Regions from separate parts of the Danio rerio genome. Here region 2 is linked to region 1. Evidence: chromatin contacts called from public HiCAR-type data. All regions are on one chromosome and are shown on one strand. Each heading gives the region's core, a stretch centred on a gene start, on an enhancer-like site or on the middle of the called end of the contact. The rest is flanking DNA. Distances are from core to core; before and after follow the strand shown.

What was found. HiCAR-type assays count read pairs that join an accessible place to other places.
Region 2: a HiCAR-type map of caudal fin shows a contact between it and region 1, with 10 times the contacts expected there. The contact joins the promoter of gpn1 here to the promoter of ankef1b in region 1. A contact is called at or near these places in 6 of 18 Hi-C or Micro-C datasets (caudal fin, embryo, fibroblasts and 2 more) and 2 of 4 datasets of contacts at active chromatin or transcription factors (caudal fin and embryo).

The regions. Positions count from the first base shown.
Region 1 is chr17:13,609,439-13,612,138 of GRCz12tu, reverse strand. ankef1b (ankyrin repeat and EF-hand domain containing 1b) reads left to right here and starts at 1,314. Exons shown (of 9, transcript XM_068214535.1): 1 at 1,314-1,433; 2 at 2,670-2,700. The coding sequence starts at 1,314. khk (ketohexokinase) reads right to left here and starts at 1,611. Exons shown (of 8, transcript NM_001002636.1): 1 at 1,248-1,611; 2 at 963-1,079. The coding sequence starts at 1,339.
Region 2 is chr17:13,860,769-13,863,468 of GRCz12tu, reverse strand. gpn1 (GPN-loop GTPase 1) reads right to left here and starts at 1,304. Exons shown (of 14, transcript NM_001003633.1): 1 at 1,101-1,304; 2 at 804-897. The coding sequence starts at 1,133. LOC141378526 (a long non-coding RNA gene) reads left to right here and starts at 1,906. Exons shown (of 5, transcript XR_012393249.1): 1 at 1,906-1,995; 2 at 2,564-2,676.

The DNA.
Region 1 (2,700 bases), core at 65-2,564:
ATATGCATCACTTTGGCTCAGATTGTAGTCAGAAAGACAAAGGTTAAATGTCCCTCCTAGCTGGGATGTTAATGAAATGAATTAATTAAAAAACAAAGGATATAACTTTTCAGTTATACATAGATTATTGTTCATTTGGAATTAAGATGATAAAAATGTATATGTCCACAAATATCATTTCAGAAAAGCATAATTTGCCAATTCTAAATAGGGATATCATATTAGCAGCCAATCACTATCAAAGTAGTCATCATCAAGGTGACGCAGTCACAACCACAATCGCCTAACAGCAAGAAAGTCACTGGTTTGAGCCTCTACTGGGTCAGTTGGCATTTCTGTGTGGAGTTTGCATGTTTTCCCTGTGTTGGCGTGGGTTTTCTCTGGGTGCTCCAGTTTCCCCCACAAGTCCAAAGACATACACTATAGGTGAATTGAATAAGCTAATTTGGCCATAGTGTATAAGTGTGAATGCAAGAGTGTATGGGTGTTTCCCAGTGTTGGGCTGCGGCTGGAAGGGCATCCGCTGCGTAAAATATATGCTGGATAAGTTGACAGTTCTTTCCGGCCCCTGATGAATACAGGGACTAAGCCGAAAGAAAATGAATGAATGACTATCAAAGTGCAACATTGTTTACAGTCAATTAAATAGTGCTAATGTTGTTTTGAAGTGATATTTGCATGTAAATATTCAAAGTAGTGTGCTACAAAATTTAAGAACCAATAAAATGAACGAATGTGCAAATATAAAACCATAAAACCAACTTTACCTCAATCTAATGCGCTATGAATTATCAACAACTATTAATGAGCGATTGCATTTTCATTAATTAATCATAAAAAAAGATAAATAAATATTGTAAAAAGTGCACTTTTATATTATAAAATACATTAACTAATGGAACTTTATTGTAAATAGTTACCCTGAATATGTCGTTGTACAACAGTAGGTAGAAACCACTTACTCAGCTACTGGTCCAGGAGCCAAAGACCCCATAAATGCACAAGGGGCCCCGAGAAGAGACAAAACAGTGCACGTGTTTGATGCGTTTCCTCCTCTCTGCCATCTCTGAGACACGCACCTAACATGATCAACAATTGCGTTATTTTATGACACCGGTGATGCAACATTAACTGCAGGGTATATCAAGTCTATATGGGTGGTTATGCTTTAGGAATGCTAACGCAAAACGTGCACTGATATAGTAATATTGTACAAGCTGTGGGATAGTTTCCGAATTTCCTATTACCTGGTATCAGTATCTTCTTCCGGGTATTTATCCACAACATTTATAATATCCAGACACACCAAACCAATGCAGAGTATCTTTTTCTCTCCCATATTCTCCCTGCAGAAAGAAATCCTGAACTATGGACCTGGGAGGAGAGGTCATAACGTCACACTATTCCGAAGATTTTTCTTTCTGAGTGAATGGGTGAGGTAAACACTGATACGAAGTGTGACGGCTTTTACCGAGTGTGTCCGAAAGTACCAGCACGAACGGAACGAAAGACACGATAATTTCCGAAGTTTACCGAGTGTCGATGCGAGCTCTTACCGTTAATTTTTTTGTGCTGTAATGCCTGTAGTTGTTTACAAACGTATTTTATTCCACGGGCATACAGATTATTTGTTCATTCATCGTTATCTTTTATAAATATACAAATACTGTTGTATTTTAGGCAGTTTCCTGCGTGCTGATAGTTGACGAGAGTTTCGGTAAGCATAACGTTAACGTATCTGTTGACTTTCTAAACTTACATATTTACGTTTAAGTACCCGTGTTTGTATAATGTATAAATATGTCGACATATTTATGTATATTTAACGTTAGGCAGTTTCATAAATTCAACTCTAAGAACATTTTGACCAATTAGCAGTAACGTCAAAGGAAATTGATTTAAATGACAACAAACGAACAATCTAGTCTACGTTTTAAAATTTTATTTCCAGTCTTTAATATTAAATATTATTTAAATACTTTTTACATTTTATGTGTATGTTCAGGGGCGGATTTGGTGATTTGGGGGGCCCAAAATCTATCTATCTATCTATCTATCTATCTATCTATCTATCTATCTATCTATCTGTCTGTCTGTCTGTCTGTCTGTCTGTCTGTCTGTCTGTCTGTCTGTCTGTCTGTCTGTCTGTCTGTCTGTCTGTCTGTCGGTCCGTCCGTCCGTCCGTCCGTCCGTCCGTCTATAATCTTGTTTCTAGATTTTAATCTTAATATAATCTCTACATTTTCAAATTAATTGATTCTTAAAATGACTAAAAATGACTGAAACTAAAATAATAAACTTTTTTGTTTGTAAAACAAAATCATTACCTGACTGTATTGCTGGACTGATTCATGATTGGGGGAGCGAGACAGATTTGCATGGATGTAACAATTATATATTTTTATTTGTTAGACCCTCACCATAGAAAATATGATAGAAAACTACTTTAAGTTACATATTATTTATAGAAACTTCTTGGTTTTATTGGGGGCCCCTGATTTCCTGATGCCCTAAATGGCTGCTTACCTTGCCTATTGGTTAAATCCGGCCCTATATATGTTTATCTCTCATCAAGGCACAACAAGCTTTGGCAATACTAAAAAATTGAATGTACACATGATATGATATTCTATTTTAATGTTAATGCTATTTATCATTTCTTAAAACAGACCATGAATGAAGAAACAGAGATGACTTCAG
Region 2 (2,700 bases), core at 55-2,554, 250 kb before region 1:
AAATAATTTCCAATAAAAATGCATGAAGGTCATGAGACCATCAGGAAGAACACAGCATCTCATTTCTTACAGGACATGTTCCGTGTTCTCGTGGTCTCCTGAGTTCGTTCTTCTGAGGTGACCTGGCAAGACCAGTCTTCACTAGAACGCAAGTCTGTTCTCTGCGTTCTTGAAATTGAGAAATAGCCAATGAAAATGAACAAAAAAAGCACTGTACCAAACCATAACACTCAGTGGAATCTGGCCAAAAGGTGACCCATACAGAACCGAACTACACCACTCAGTGGAAATGGGCCAAAAGGTGATGGGTACAGAATCATAACACTCAGTGGAAACAAGGCATAAAAGTGGAGTGGAAGGCAGCCCAGGATATGATCCATGTCACTAGCTAAAACTGCTTATTTCTCTAGATTTGACCATTCTTTTAAAACATTTGGGCACAATTTTGTAAAAAATAGTAAAAATTCAGCAAAATACAAAACATTGTTCTAGTATTTTTTTATTTTAAAATATCGTACGTCTTGTCACATTAAACACGTGCACACTAGAATATTTTGTGTATTATTTAGTTTTTATTAAAAGTGCTAAACACACACAAAAACAACGTGATTATGCATGTTGACAATAATTCAACAGCTTTTATCAAATTAGTCTGGCGTTTCTTAAAACAAAACAAAAAAGTAAACAATGTACTAATCCTGTCATCGTTGGTCTCTGTGAGTGATTTTCGCGCCACCTGCTCTGGATCAACAAACAGCAGCGTTTAGTTATATAGAAATACGGGCAACGTTAATGTGACTTACCGATGTTGGCAGGAAAAGGGACCTCGTGAACAGCAGGATCTAAATTGATGACATATGGAGGAGTTTTCTTGGAGTGCAGGTAAGCTGTGAGCCTCTGGAGAAAAAAAAAAGAAATGACTTGAAATTTGTTAAAATCTGACTCGAGTTAATGCGTAGTATTGGAGTTGGGCGACTGTCAGTTTATCTCATCACAATTATCACACATAACATTGGCAGAATCGTAATCTAGTCAAGTGAATGTTAAATCATTATAATTTAAGACATCTGTTATCACCATCGTATCGCTGTCAGTCTTACCTGCACAAAAGTAGTTTTTCCTGACCCTGCCATGCCCAGAACTATGAGACACACCGGTTTCGGTTCTGTACTGTGTTCGTTAGACGAACTCTGGCTCGGTGTCGGTTCATCATCTTGATCTCTATTTTTAATGTTATCACTTTCACATGATGCTCCATCGTTGTTTCCTGCTGCTGCTGTCGCCATGCTGCTACACTTACCGTCAAGTAATGTTTACTGACGTAAAGAGACGAAAAACATTCTGGCGTAGCGACTTATGACCACTAGAGAGCAGCAGAGTCAATAGGATTTGTTTGCTCTTTATAAAACGTGACTAAATGACAAAATGATCAGCAAATTTATAAATATAACAGGGGGGTTCGAGTGGTTCGAACGTAAATGTGTTTCCCAGTGATGGGTTGCAGCTGGAAGGGCATCCACTGCGTAAAACGTTCATTCCGCTGTGGTAACCGCAGATTAATAAAGGGACTAAGCCGATAAGAAAATTAATGAATTCATAACAATTATCAATATCCATATATGTCAGCATTTTGCAGTAATGTGGAAAAATACAATTGTAAATTTACAGCACAGAAATTATTGTGTGTGTGTGTGTGTGTGTGTGTGTGTCTTTACTTTAAATGGGTGTGAGCATTTCCCCTGCAAAAAAGCGACAATAATCCAATAATTAAACTAACACAACCCAGCAGACACACAGCATCATAAGACGTAAATATTAGGTTAGATTTAGGTCGCCAGCGTTCAAGGACAATGCTATTTTGACCTCCAATAATGACGTGAAATGTTGATATTTTGTTTATTTTAGGTTGTGTTGGAAAGTGACCAAAATCCAACGTCGAGCCAACATCTTAAACCAACGCCATATTGGCGTCAAATATTAACATTTATCCCTCAGGTATGGCAACCAAAATCCAACATAGACGTCACATAACGTCCACACAACGTCATGTAACATCATTAGACGTTAATGTTTTGTTGTTTTTAGGTTGCGTTAGAAAGTTAGCAAAATCCAATGTCGGCCCGATGCTGAACATTGATGTGAAAATATTATCTAAGTTAGTTAAAAAAAATAAAAAATAAAATAATAGTAATAATAATAAGCAAATGTAAATGCATGTAATGCATTATTTGTCTTCATTTATCTATGCACATTTAGAAGAGTAATAAAAGTGTATTTGTCATAAAATATTTAGTTTTACTTATGACCTCAAAAATATGACCTCAAATGTTTCTTTACAAGAATTATCTACCTAGTATTATTAAATAAGTAAACATATGTGTCGTATGCATTTTCTCTGTTACTGCTTTTGTCGTTAACTGAGAGACCTGAGTCAGATTAAAAAGCATTTACTGGCACCGTTTGTATATACCAAAAATAGCTCTTATATCTATCTTGTCTGCATCAACACAAACACTGACGACTTGTGTTTTTTTCCATACGGCTCTGCTCTTCTTCATGGCAGTGCTGCATTAATACAGTCTGAGAAACAACCAGTGTGAACAGAGACCTCAGATGGTTTATACTAGACATTCTTCAATAAGAGCAGAGCTGTGGGGAGCCAGGTTAACACCATCTGTGAGTCATTTTTACAGATATATT